5 separate regions of the Mus musculus genome follow, and all the other regions are linked to region 4. The links are chromatin contacts, called in public HiCAR-type and promoter capture Hi-C maps. All regions are on one chromosome and are shown on one strand. Each heading gives the region's core, a stretch centred on a gene start, on an enhancer-like site or on the middle of the called end of the contact. The rest is flanking DNA. Distances are from core to core; before and after follow the strand shown.

Region 1 (2,700 bases), core at 66-2,565, 1.0 Mb before region 4:
TAAAGTGCTTGTCCACCCAGGCATGAGACCCTGGGTTTAGTCCTCAGAACTCTCATGCAGTTGTTGGTCATGGTGGCATGCTCTTGTATCCCTGTGCTGGGGCAGTGGAGATGGGCAGATTACTGCTTGCTGTCAAGTCCAACCTAACATAGATACATGAACATGTATACGTATGAACATTCATATACATACTACATATATGCCAGAAAAAAGCTTTCTAAAAGTTCAGATAATATTTTTTTTCGATATGACAAACAATATTTAAAATCACCCTATAGGTATATTTTCCCCTTCTACTCACTATTTAGGAATTGTATATAAGAACCAGACAATTTCTCACTTTTGTGTATGTTCATATGTATATGGGCACACATGCATGTATCTATGTGCGTGCTTACACATGGAGGCCTGCCATTGCTGTCAAGTATCTTCCTCAATCACAGTGTACCATGGATTGAGGCAGACTCTCCCACTGAGCCTGGAGCTTGCCCTTCTAGCTAGTCTAGGGAACTAAGAGGGCTCCCTGTCTGTCTTAGTTAGGGTTTTACTGCTGTGAACAGACACCATGACCAAGGCAAGTTTTATAAAAAAACAACATTTAATTGGGGCTGGCTTACAGGTTCAGAGGTTCAGTCCATTATCATCAAGGTGGGAGCATGGCAGTATCCAGGCAGGCGTGGCGCGGGAGGAGCTGAGAGTTCTATGTCTTCATCCAAAGGCTGCTAGTGGAAGACTGACTTCCAGGCACCTAGAGTGAGAGTATTAAGCCCACACCCACAGTGACACACCTACTCCAACCAGGCCACACCTCCAAATGGTGCCACTCCCTGGTGCAAGAATATACAAACCATCACACTGTCTTTGCTCCCCACTATGCTTTCCTGCCCTGTACACACACACACACACACATTCACACACACACACACACACATTCACACACACACACCCACACACACACACGCACACCCACACACACACGCACACACGCACACCCACACGCGCGCGCGCGCACACACACACACACATGCACACACACACGCACACACACACGCACACGCACACCCACACGCACACACACACACACACACGCACACCCACACGCACACACACACACACGCACACCCACACGCACACACACACACACGCACACCCACACGCACACACACACACACGCACACCCACACGCACACACACACACACGCACACGCACACACACACACACACACACACACAGTGGATTCTGAGGATCTAAACTCCCAGTCCTCATGCTTGGTCAGAAGAGACTTACCCAGAGTCACCTCCCCAGCCCTTAGAGGGCTTCTTATGAACATAGAAATGACCCTGTGACAGACAGTTTGGAGGAAATAGCAGGAAGCAGGTGCAGTAGAGATGTATTTTCTTGCCAACAAGAAATGTAAAAGAAAAGACTTTAGAATGTTTAGGGAGAGTGTCATAAATTATTACAAGTCACAGATAACATTGCAAAGGGTGCAGTTTAGAAAATGGCATGATAACAGGAAGCAGATAGCCATCAACACATTGGCGTGACTTGTTTTTTGCTTTCAGCTCTCAGAAAAGTCAGGGAATGTAGCTGTGTTTGACATGATTATTATAGACATAGTAGCAAAAATAATTGAAGAACAATATAAATGCTCAGTACTCGAGAACAGATTTGATAAGTTATAACAAATGGCAAGATGGACTTTTTGTGTATCCATTAAAATAATAATTTCCAAAAATCATAAAAGTTGCAAATGCTTGTTTTTATATGATGTTAAATCAAAAAGTATCCTTTTATAATAGCAAATAGAAATGTAGGTAAATACATGCGCACATGTACTTAAGACATTCTTGGATGTGTTTCTTGAGAATAGCTTTAAGACTCCTTCATCCCACGTGTCCTGTTGAGCACTCACAGTCATCAGCCACTCAGCTTGGCTGGAAGCACTGGTGGAGATTAGGCCTCATTTCTATTGTTTTCTCAAGCTTTTCATACGTTTCCTGGTTTAATAGCAACTTTTGGTTTATATTAGCTATAAATTAAGTATCTTGGTAAAATCAAATGCTTGTAATTGGGCCCTCATTATATTCACTGCTCGTCGCTCTAGTATAGAACACTCAAGGAGGTAGCTTGTTTTGTTTTGTACTCACTGAAAAGTAAGAACTTTCATTTTCTGTTTGTACTTACAAGATGACAGGCTATTCCTTAAACAAATAATTGCCAAAGCTCTTGCATTGATCCTATGATTGACTGGAGGAATGCCAAGGACAGATGCCTGCACGTGTTCTCTGCCTACTAGCCCGAATGTGCGCTCTCTCTCTCTCTCTCTCTCTCTCTCTCTCTCTCTCTCCCTCTCCCTCTCCCTCTCCCTCCCCCTCCCCCTCCCCCTCTCCCTCTCCCTCTCTCTCTCTCCCTCTCCCTCCCTCCCCCCCCTCTCTCTCTCACACACACACACACACACACACACACACACACGCACACATGTACGCATGGTACTCTGTGGATCAGACGCTAACATTAAAATGCCATTTTAGATTTTTATCGCAAATGTTATTTTCCAAAAGGATTTAGATAATGAGCACAAACCGGGCATTTTTTAAAAAAATAAACCTTTTATATATTTTGCAACTTTGACTCTGAAGTGAATAGAGGGGCGGTTCAGTTTTTATTTTTCAAAAGAAAGCATGTTGTATAAATAC
Region 2 (2,700 bases), core at 173-2,672, 1.2 Mb before region 4:
AAATGTGTTATTTATTTCTCTTAAAGCACCTAGTCCGGGTATTTGTTTAGTAGCCAAAATTGGCTAAGACATGCATCTCAGCATGGAATTCCCAAATTCCATCCACTGTCACCCAAGGAAAGCTAACTACCTCCTGGTCCTCATTTATGAGAACACATGCTGAATGTACAATGTGCTACAGACAGTCTCTGAGAGGCGGCTCAGGCAAGCCCAAAGTTAAGTTCAGAACCTTTTTATAGAGAATTCTGGGATTTCAAAGACTCAAGACATAGTCCAGTACAGAGAAGGCTCTCCCTGGGAAGCAATTTCCTTCTCCATGCATATCCCACTCCTCTACAATACAGCTGGGAGATATACAAAATGGTCCTTCTTAAAAGAAAACACTAGGAAAAAGTCACTGAGAAAACCAGTCTCCAAAGATGGAAGGTAAAGAGGAGGGAGTGAGTGGTTAGACTGTCTATGTGCCCAAGAACAAGGGCCAATGAGACAGAACTCACAACGACGCTGACTTCTGTTCTATTCAAAGGGCCATTTTGTAAGCAAGCTTTCTAAAGAGAAGTTGAATTACTTCATTAGGCATAAAGCTGTGGGGTTCAATCCTCTTGCCACTAACTCTCAAGTGTGAGCATTACAGGCTGAGCTATCAGGCTTGGTCCATAATCTATCCATGTAACAAACTAGTGTCCCACACATGCCTATAACCCCAGCTCTAAGTGGGGTGGACATAGGAGGATTGTTGGGGCTTGCTGGTTTCTAGCCTAGCCAAGGCAAGGCAAGTCCCAGGTTCAGAGAGAATGCAATTTGAGAATCCTTCTCAAATGCAAAGGATACAGAGTAGGAGAACACTCTTCTGGCATCTTCATGAACACACACACACACACACACACACACACACACACACAAGCACACACACGCACATACACCATACAAATAAACAATAAAGAAAATGTATAATGATATACATGATAATGGCATAATATCATTTACTTTGTAAAAAAAAAAATCTATTACTTTGTAGATTTACTTGAAAAAATTTTTTTTTTTTTAAAAAGGCCAGGCAGTGGTGGTGCAGGCCTTTAATCCCAGCACTTGGGAAGCAGAGGCAGGCAGATTTCTGAGTTCCAGGACAGCCAGGGCTAAACAGAGAAACCCTGTCTTGAAAATCCAAAAATAAAATGAAATAAATAAAAAAGAAAAAGAAAAATAAATAAAAAGGAAACTCTATAGAAGGGGAAATACAAGGGCTCTATGTGGCATAGCAATAGAGACAGAGAACCCAGAGAAGAACAAACTTAGTATTTACATGGAAAATTAAATAAAGACACCAGGAAAGCAAGTGAAGTGAGTGTAGCAATTGTGACTTACTTATACCCAACAAACACGGTAATTTCAATAATGGGTATTACAAGTAGACTGGACAGCCCACATCTGTAAGGCATTTTCATGGTAATCTCTGTCAATCTAAAATACCTGCCTTCCTACTCATTGAGTCATTAGCCCTGAAGTTTTTGACAGAAGTTAAAAATAAATCACAGGAAATCAAACCAGCAGTGAATCTGATCAATACTAATGCCAAACAAACACTTTAAAGTGCAGTGTAAAACAGACCTGCATTCTCTCTTACCCAGCCTAACCTTTGCTGAACACTGGGCTCTGTCCCCATTGCTCTAGCTAATTCCTTAGCTCCCTTTTTGTCCTTCCCCTGAGTTTTATATAGTATTGAATGCAGCCATTCAGCTGACCAGAAATGCCTGATAAAGCTAAAAATGTACTATTTACACGACAGTTTACATTTTGAATAGTCTAAGCAAACTCAGACAACCAAAGTTAAGGACTAGAAAGCTACCTGGCAGCAAGCATAAGGTAATCGGGCTAGGTTCTGTATGCACACATGCATTCCAAGCAATTAATACACAATTTAATACACTTATTTTTCCTAGGGTATGAAATTATTAGAACAAAATAAATGTTTCAAACTATTTCTTTTTGAAATATAGAAACATACCTACTTGGCCAGTTGCCACTATGTTGATAAATTTGGGGTGCTGATTTACAGTGAGGCACAAAATATCATCATTATGCTCTTGATAAAAACTCTGAGTCCCTATAAGAGAATATGAGAATTAACTTGGAAAACTCTAAGATGCAACAGCCACATACACTTACTTAGCACAATAAACTAGTTTATTTGTTCATTCGAAACGTATTCTGAGCAGTTAGCATGCAAGTGACTACTATCAAAAGGACGGCAATGAATCAGTAATCTTAAAGGGACAGAACCCTGAAAAGAATAAACCACAGACAAGTTGAAGATACCAAGTACCACGAGAGACTGGTAAACAAAAGGCTGGAGAGTTACTAACTGCACACGCGTGGTTCATCTCAGTGACATGGGCTGTCGTGAAAGCCTGCAAATGGGTGGAAAGTTAAGCAAGTACTAGAATTACAGACAACTGTGAGTCCCTGCTTATAATCTTTCCTTTTTGGTTTTGTAAACAAACAAACAAACAAACAGAGATATATTAGGGTTAGAGAGAAAACAAAAGTAAATTTTCCATTTATTAATCTGGATGATGTTCATTTATATGTCACATTTATCTTATAAGCAGTATTTTTTGATCAGAAAGCTAGCTGTTCTGAGAGTAGTGGAGACCCCTTCCAAGGTTCCACCAGCAGACCATGAAGACGATAACAAGACTG
Region 3 (2,700 bases), core at 178-2,677, 1.2 Mb before region 4:
CTGATTTATATACTGTCAAATGTGCTAGTGTCTCCACTCTAAAGATGGAACTATGCCCTTAACACAGTATACTACACTATATAGCTTAATTATTAAGTTCTGAATAGACAAACTCAAATTTCCAGTTGTCGCTGAGATTTGGAATGTTTTACAGCACTGGGGAGGAGGAAAAACCAATGTTTTCTCTTTTTATTTGGGCAACTGTTATCATTTGATTGTTAAATTTCTATGCATCTTCTCCTAAGAATGTCTGGTTTCTTGATTATTCATATAAAACCTACTGTGGAAAAACTGCTTAGTAACTTAAAATTTTATGTTTGATTAATATATCTTGATGATGCCATAACTTATGTTTCAATATTACAGCCAAGAGGTAGAAACTTAAGATACTCTGGAGAGGGTTGGTATAGGTGCCAACTACTAAATGAAATAGACTATATATAGCCTTTAAAAGAGAAAATCAGGCTAATTTCTCTATAAAATCATCCCATTATAGAATAAGAAAAGATGCATATTTAAATCCTGCTTCACGGGTTTACAGAAGATGCTCTGCACTGTTAGCGAGTCCATTTCTCATTTTTCTTAGCCATACCCCCTTCTAGAGGTTTCTCAAATTTACTTTAACTCTGAGTCTCACCAGAGACTTTAACTCGAGTCACACCTCAAGTCAGTCACCACATGTTCATGGAACTTTGCCACTATTCCTTTAACGTTAAATATTCACTAAAAAAGAGAGCCTAACATTTTTAGAACGCCTATATCTTAGTGCCTTAAATCAATCCTGTTTCTCACAGAACATTTGTGCATATAACCAAATGGCCTACAAACAAAACAACTATTTCCAGTGTGGAACTGTTGTCTTGTCCAAAACTTAAAAAGAAAGAGAAAAGAAAACATGGGTCAGTAACTATTAGACATACTGCAGTGGTTCCTTGGAGCTCATAAAGATTCAGAAGGTTTTTACTAACATTCTTTATAATCATAAGGCTTTCTCGGCCGCGGCGGCTGGGGATAGGACAAGCATGCTCAGAGCAGCCAATCTAAACAGGGTTTACAGAAATCACAAGTCGGAATTTGCAGATCCAAGAATTCTTCCTCCAGGAGTAAAGACGCTTTGCTCCAAAACCGAAACAAGGAGTTGCCAAACAGACTTTCCTTTATGCCCCTTGTTGCCAAAGTTATACGGCAACCTTCATACTCCACATATTCCGAGAGTCACAAATATGCCCAAGATTTCAAACCCCGATCCAGAACTAAGCCTCAACTATCCGCGGAGGAGTCCGGAATAGAAGTTCCAGACTCTTTTTAGAAATGACTAGGAGATCAGAGCGAGCAAGGGAAGACTTCGCTCTTTGTTACGCCCCTGCCCGAGTCCCCCGCGCCTCACCTGCTCCGGCTCCCGCCGGGTCGGGGCCGCGCTCCGGCTCTGCGTCCCGCCTCCCTGGGCTCCGCGCCTTCGCAGCCGCCGCAGCCTCTGCTGCTCGGTCGCCCGCGCCCCAGGCCCGCGCGCCGACCGCACGCCTTGCCCGCACTGGCCGGGCCGCGGCGGCACTCTCTGGGGGAGCTCGGGGGCCGGGGCCGGAGCTGCGGGGCCCGCGTCCCTCCCCTAGGGCCGGGCGCGCGGATCCGGGGAGGCGGCGGCGCGTGACCTCAGAGAGTTGGAATGCGGGCGGCAGGGCGCGGGGGAGGCCGGACAGCTGCGGCCGGCCACCGGGGAGGGGGCGCGCCGCTGCTGTTTTTAACCGTGTGACCAGTTATTTTAAGTTTCCAAATAAAGCAGAGCTTTGAAGAAGAAGAAAAAAGGGAGGTGAAGAGGAGGTTATTTTGAGTCCAGGTAGAAAGGGCTTGGTTGCATTATTAGGTGGTGGTCTGTAAAGAAACTGGGGTTGTTGGAGTACTCTTGAACATTGCTGAAGACAGTTCAAGACTTTCTACACGCCCCCTACCCTACCCGCTTTAAGTGCCTGCTCCTCCCATCAAGCACACACTGCTCCTCTGTAGGAACTCTGAACTTGGAGAGAAGTGGAAAGCTGACCCAAATGGGCAGCAGGCTGGAGGTGCTGCTCCCCAGAATCCACTAGGGAGCAGAGGGATAAGAGTTCTAGAAATAAGGAAGCCCAGGGAAGCCACTCTAGATCTCCCCTTTATGTGTAATAGCTTAGCTTTACCTTGGAGAACCACTGGGAAGGACTACTGCCAAGGAGTAACCATGGAAGTAGCTCAGAGAGAACTGAGAGGAGCTGCCCTCAGCGGGACTCCAGTGCTTATTATTATACTGTATTCTTGCTAAACCACACCGCGAGCACCTGGCTTCATCTCCTCAGAGTTCTTCCTCTTCGCACTACTCCCATGGTTACTCTCCCTCGGGTTTGTCAGTCCTTCCCAGTGTTCGCCCAAGGTGAAGTTCAGCTACTAGACCTCTATGTGTGGTCTAGAGTGCGTCCTTGGCCACTCTAATTACCTTCTCTCCAGCATGCCCACTGTCCCCAACAAAGAGGGGGCAGCGCCACCAGACCCCTTTCCATTTATGTCAACCCTCCACGCCTCTCCGACTCAATTTAGGGCTCTACTTCCAAGATTAAAAAAAAGTTCTAGCCACGCCGTGGCTGCCGCACTTGGCAGGAATATTATAAATTGTTTCGTAGAGGCTTCATTTATACCTCTTAGAATTCCGAGGGCAGTTCTGGGCAGACAGTAGGC
Region 4 (2,700 bases), core at 104-2,603:
ACATGTGTGCATGTGGAAACCAGAGGGGCTCTCACTGAACCGAGAGTTCACTGACTTGGCTACGGAACTGTGGCTAGCCAGCTCCACTTGGCCCTACCTGCTCAGGAGGAGTAGGATGTCAAAAGTCCACAGCTATGCTCATCCTTCTGTATGTGTGTTGGGGAGCTGAACTCTGGTCCTCACACTGTGATGAGCACATTACTGACTTGGCCATCTCCCCAGCTCCAAAACCAAGCTTTTAAGTGGGCAAAATAGTCCAACCATTTACAAAAGTCCAATATACAAGGTGTCCAGAGAACACAAAACCCCAAGGAGATAAGTTTATGTGCCTGTATACAGAAGGCTTAAAAATAAAATGGCTGGCTCTGTCAACAGTCTATAGGATGTGGACACTGCATTGTTGTGGGTTAGAAAAAGCTAGTTTGAAATGATGTCAGTCGGTACACTTCAGGAACACACTTTACACAAGACACATAACTGGTTCTTATGAATACAGAGACCTGAATAAACAAAACCAAGTTCTATAAAGGAGAAATATTCCATGGTGGAAAAAGAAATCAGAATAGTGGCTACCTCTGCAGGAATGTGGGTGGGGATTTACTGGGAAGATATTTGTGGGAGCTTTAATCCTTTGGTGGCTTTTAGATGATAAGGGAGGGAGGCCACCATTGTTTGGCTCCCAAAGTTATCAGGACTCACCTAATGGTACAATGACATGTCATTGCATGCAAATTTTACCACAAAAGCAAAAATCCGAGGATAGAGCTCTTAATAATGGCCAATACTGGCTGGAGATGGGGTGAAAGTGTGTGGGTGTCTACAACCATTCAAAGTGCATCCTGAGTGGGTTGGTGACTAGAAAGGAATGGGTAAATATAAGCAAGCCTGGTAAACTGTCACTTGTAGAATCTAGGTGGTGGTGTGTTGTGTCATTGTAAACGTCATTCGATTTTGATGTACTTGAGATGTTTCTTAAACTAGTAAAGGTAATTGGGTTACTCACCCTGGGTGTGAACTCAATACCCTCTAAAGTTCTTCCTCCCCAGGAGACACAATGCAAGATAAACGGTCTGTTAGTTACTCTCACCAAAATCATTTGCATCTATTCAACAGAACTGCAAGCTTTTCTAGTTCTGTTTCTGGCTAGTATCGTGGGTGGGTCTCCTGGGACCACTCTCTCTCTCTCTAAAGGCGGAGAAATTCTGTTTAGACCGTGGGTGGCTATGAATCCATTCCTTCACACAGCTATATTCGATCCCCTGTGGCTAAACTGCTGGGAACCAGGTGTGTCTGGAGGGCACGCAGCGCCCTCTTCTGGCCTGAGAGGAACCCACGCAGACCATCGAGGCTCTCGACCTATCTGTTAAGCAACCACTCCAGGGATCTGCACTCCCTGGTAGAAGCATCGCTGTTTAGAGGTCCAGGCGAGCGCCAGCGGAGGAGACCTGAGCAGGAGACTGGCCCTGAGGCCAAGGGGCGGGTACCGGGTGGAGTCGCCTCGGTTGGCAGCTGCAGAGCTCCACCTGTTGCAGTTTTTGAGCACTCCACAGAGAAGGCAGCTCTGGGCACGGACTTCTGCTCTCAGCCCCACTGGGCAGGGCAAGGCCACTTGAGAAGGGAAGCCAGGAACCATCCTGAACCTGTTCCACAGAGCAGGTGCGTTTGGGAAGGTGAGACGCGAAGGCGACGGCGGCTCCAGAGCTCATGGCAAGTTGGGGGTCTCTGGGTGGGCGCCCCAGCGGTTCACAAAAGAACCTTGTTGCCGGCTTACATGTTGTAGCTTGGAGTTCTCAGCTCAGCGCCACTGACTGCGCAAGAACTACAGAGCCGAGGCGATCAAAACCGGGTGAAAGAGATGGAACTCTTCTGGCCGCTGTCCTTGGCCGGTTCTCCGGGAGATGGGCTGGCAGGGCCGGCACGTGTGGACAGAGAACGCCCGGTGCAGGCCCTAGAGGCCAAGGGCGATCTGGTATGGGGGAAGTCAAGGAAGGCTCCCTGGGAGGATGCTTCTAACTTCCTTCACTGTTCCAACCTCCCCCTCTGTTCTCCTCCCCACAGCGGTCCGCCCTCGTGCTGCCGTGGAGCCTGTGTGCCCAGCAGAGATCCGAGCCGGCTGATCTGCCTCTTCGCACTGTCCCTGCGTCCGTGCGTCTGCCCCAAACCCGTTCCGACCTCTGAGCCCTGGTTATTCTGGTGGATAGAGGCTCTCGGCAGAACATTGTCACTAATACGCAACACAGATCCACCTGGAGAGGCACCGAAGACAGAGAACAGCCCGTATCCCAGCCATCACAGCTTGGAAAGCAATGCTCCGAGGAACCCGGACCTTGATGTGAAGCTTACCCGCCGATTCTCTCTGGACCCACGACCTTTTTTTTCTTCAAGAGGAGTTCAAGTTCTAGGGAGTTTGCCTTGAAGGCACGCCACGCCCCCTCCCCAATCTGAGCCGAATTAGGAGCTCGGGTGAACCCGGGTCGCCCGCACCCTCGCACCAAGTCGAAGCAGATTCTGTGTCCCGACCCTCTGGTCTTCAGCCTTAAGGAGAACTCCAGAGAGGACAGGGAGGCGGCGACGACAAAGCGGATTCGAAACCACGAGTCCAGGCGGACGTGGGGAGCTGGCTACACAGGAACCACCGAGGAGGCGGCGGCGGCCGGGAGATCCACGCCGCCTTGGGGAACGCGCGGCGGGCATGGGCGA
Region 5 (2,700 bases), core at 63-2,562, 1.4 Mb before region 4:
CCCACACAACCTGCCTTAATACTCTTTACAGGAAGGGAAAGTGAACCCACACTCCTAAAAGCATACCAAACCATTGTGTGCGTGGGCACGCTGTAGGTTACTCCGTGAGCCCTTCCCAGACCCACCCTTGTGGAGAAAAACCACTCCCCACAGCCTTTCTACAACCTGAGCCAAAGGAGCCTAGTCGGCAGGATTAGTAATAAGACAGAGCAAAGACTCTGGAAGCCCCTTGGGCTCCATTATGCTTCATGCCCTATGAGAGAAGTGCTACCCCAGGGACAGCTGGGGCAGATCGTAGCCTCACATGCTGCCAAGAAACCTGTCCCTCTGAGGACACGCGGGCCATGAGGCTCAGCTCCAGGTCCAGTGAGAGTCACCCCACCCATCTGCCAGAGAGAGACAAAGATCACTAGAAACAAAGGACACACACACACAGGCACACGTACATGCACATTCACAAAGTCAAAAGCAAATACCAACACTTGGTATAATTTCAAAACAAACAGCAGCTTGGTGTGTCTTTAAATAGACGGTGAAACCATCCTAGAGGGACAACGACTATGTGATCTTGACAGGCGCGATCTGGGTTCCGAACCCACGCTGCCTCCGCCCTCCTCCCACCCACGCTGCAGTTGTCAGGCGCATTTCCCAGCCTCAGGACGCATGCTGCCTGCCGGGAGCAAGCCCATCCACGCCTGCCAGTGAGGCACCAGCAGGTGGAAGAGAGCCAGGGTAGCCCGAAGTAGGCAATACCAACCTTTAGGATCCCAGTTCACCTGCTTTCTTGGCGTCTCGATTGGAAATTTCATTGCTCCGTTGCCCACAGGGGGATGAAATGAAAAGAATCAAAATAATAATAATAAAGTCTTCAAGATTTACAACTCGTCGGTTAAACAGACCAACGGAACAATTTGTGAGGATGGAGGAGCACTGAAGTGGCTCGTGGGGAGCCCCAGAGAAAGACAAGCGGGGAAAATACTAGCAGAGGAAAGCACCGAGCACTGGCTTGGTTGGGTGTTTGCACCGGTTAAGGGGGTGGCCAGCTGCTGCCCTTGTGGGTGAAAGAAAAAGTAAGATCGGATGCTGAGGGTGGTTCCGAGAGGATCAAAGAGCCGGGCTGCTTCTGCAAAAGCGCGGTAGGCAGATGCGAGGCTGAGCAGCCGCCGGGCGGAGGCCGGAGTGAAGCCCACCGCAGCGTCCCTCGGGTCCCCAAAGGCGTGTTCGTACCCCCTCTCTCGCATCCACACACACGCACACACACATACACACACATCCATACATACACGCACACACACACACACAGGCGCGCGCACACCGGGCCGCGCGCTCGGGCGGACACGTCAGCCTCGCTCGTCTGAGCACAGAGCACTCGCCCCTCCCCAGCCGCGGCTCCTCGCCCCCGGGCGACGCCCCCCACTCTCCACCCGCTGAAAGCCATTGGACAGAAGGATGGCGCGGCGCCCCGGGGAGCTCGCGGCTAAGGCGACCCTCCCCGTGGCGCGCTGCAGGTGCCGCGCCACTGCGGGAGAACGCCGGGCGCGCGTGGACCCCGGACACCCGGGCTCGTCGCTGGGCGGTGGCGGACCTGTCCTTCCCCGGGCTGCGCGGAGACAGCGAGCAGAGGGCGCGGCTGCTACTTACTGACGCGGCCGCAGCGTGCTCGGTGGAGTTGCAGCCGGAGACACGCTTGGCTGCCTGGAAGGCTCTGCAGGAGGCGGAGGAAAGGGCCTGCCTGCCGCGGCCCCACCGCAGACCTCGGCCTGGGGGGGGTGACCTCCTTTCACCGCTCCCACCCCGGGTGCCTGCTCTTTCTCTCTTGTCACTTCATTTTTGGTACTCCACTCCTTGCTCCCCAGCGTGGTCCTCTCGCCTGAGTCCCGAACCCAGGTCCCCACGGCGCTCCTGAGTGAAGGAAGCTAACACCAGCCATGAGCCTTTTGTTCTGGGACCGCTTGGCGCTGGCTGCGATCTCATCGCGCGCCTAGTTCCCCAGGCACAGCTTGGTCTCTTCCCCAGCTACCTGTAGCTGGACTGGGGCTCCTGCTTGGAGGCTGGGGAGATGGGCTGGGGAGAGACTTTGAGGCCCAGGAGGAAAGAGGAGTTGCTAAGGTTTGGCGACTCTACTTGGAGAAGCTAAGGAGGTGGCCCGGGAGCCCTTGAAAATCAGCCAATGGTGGGTGCAGGAAGACTTCAGCCCTCAGCTGTGCTCTCAGAGAGTTAGGGAGATGCCCCACCCCATTCTCCCCATCCTGGAATCCCTAGGTGGGTTTATGGTAAGAAAAACGCCAGAAACGGCCAACAGTGCTCCGGTGCTCTTGAAAGAGCCACCCAAGTATCCATATGAATTCTGCTTATAAGTTCACTGGGGTGCCTAGCAACAGAGACTTGCACATAACAGACACTCAAAATAATTAACAACAACAAAACTAATAATATATATGCTAAAGGAAGTGTAATGTTTGCTAAAGGAAGGTTTGATTAGCTCACTGTGGTGTTGGATAGGAAGTTCAACTCAGACCCCTGGCCTATAAGTAAGTAAAATCTCTTATTCATTCAGCATCTACATACCGAACTCCTTCTGTGTGCCATCACAGACCTAGGTGCTGGCCACCTGGCAAAGGGCAAGACTGGCGTGGGTGTCCTTCGGAGAACACGTGCCAGGAGGTCAGATTGATGGTTACTGCCTTAACTTAGGGAAGA

The links. Promoter capture Hi-C pulls out the DNA fragments that hold promoters and counts their contacts. HiCAR-type assays count read pairs that join an accessible place to other places.
Region 1: a promoter capture Hi-C map of liver shows a contact between it and region 4, with 4 times the contacts expected there. The contact joins the enhancer-like site here to the promoter of Kcnk13 in region 4. A contact is called at or near these places in 13 of 39 promoter capture datasets (the HPC-7 cell line, HPC-7-derived erythroid cells, cranial neural crest and 8 more) and 1 of 9 other capture datasets (embryonic stem cells).
Region 2: a contact with region 4 is called in a promoter capture Hi-C map of second pharyngeal arch cranial neural crest, with 4 times the contacts expected there. The contact joins the enhancer-like site here to the promoter of Kcnk13 in region 4. A contact is called at or near these places in 11 of 39 promoter capture datasets (the 3T3-L1 cell line, the C10 cell line, the HPC-7 cell line and 6 more), 2 of 115 datasets of contacts at active chromatin or transcription factors (embryonic forebrain and embryonic midbrain) and 1 of 9 other capture datasets (embryonic stem cells).
Region 3: a HiCAR-type map of astrocytes shows a contact between it and region 4, with 2.4 times the contacts expected there. The contact joins the promoter of Ptpn21 here to the promoter of Kcnk13 in region 4. A contact is called at or near these places in 4 of 39 promoter capture datasets (embryonic stem cells, hippocampal neurons, pre-B cells and 1 more), 1 of 484 Hi-C or Micro-C datasets (the N1E-115 cell line) and 3 of 115 datasets of contacts at active chromatin or transcription factors (astrocytes, extraembryonic endoderm stem cells and large pre-B cells).
Region 5: a promoter capture Hi-C map of pre-B cells shows a contact between it and region 4. The contact joins the promoter of Kcnk10 here to the promoter of Kcnk13 in region 4. A contact is called at or near these places in 2 of 39 promoter capture datasets (the C10 cell line and pre-B cells).

What each region holds. Positions count from the first base shown.
Region 1 is chr12:98,949,241-98,951,940 of GRCm38.p6, forward strand. All of the region lies in intron 6 of Ttc8 (tetratricopeptide repeat domain 8), which reads left to right. Among named protein-coding and RNA genes, the nearest start is that of Ttc8, 30 kb to the left of the region's middle. Within about 2 kb of position 1,316, at least 3 of the 459 cell types and tissues checked have an H3K27ac peak or open chromatin away from gene starts, as enhancers often do. A contact at or near this core is called in the HPC-7 cell line and liver, where this site is marked.
Region 2 is chr12:98,808,514-98,811,213 of GRCm38.p6, forward strand. Eml5 (echinoderm microtubule associated protein like 5) reads right to left here. Exons shown (of 44, transcript NM_001081191.1): 32 at 2,006-2,104. The region is part of intron 1 of Gm35463 (a long non-coding RNA gene); the gene reads left to right. Among named protein-coding and RNA genes, the nearest start is that of Gm35463, 7.4 kb to the left of the region's middle. Within about 2 kb of position 1,423, at least 1 of the 459 cell types and tissues checked has an H3K27ac peak or open chromatin away from gene starts, as enhancers often do. A contact at or near this core is called in second pharyngeal arch cranial neural crest, where this site is marked.
Region 3 is chr12:98,735,978-98,738,677 of GRCm38.p6, forward strand. It overlaps Ptpn21 (protein tyrosine phosphatase, non-receptor type 21), which reads right to left and starts at 1,428. Exons shown (of 19, transcript NM_001146199.1): 1 at 1,388-1,428.
Region 4 is chr12:99,963,146-99,965,845 of GRCm38.p6, forward strand. Kcnk13 (potassium channel, subfamily K, member 13) reads left to right here and starts at 1,354. Exons shown (of 3, transcript NM_146037.2): 1 at 1,354-1,656; 2 at 2,059-2,700.
Region 5 is chr12:98,573,400-98,576,099 of GRCm38.p6, forward strand. It overlaps Kcnk10 (potassium channel, subfamily K, member 10), which reads right to left and starts at 1,313. Exons shown (of 7, transcript NM_001316665.1): 1 at 758-1,313. The coding sequence starts at 809.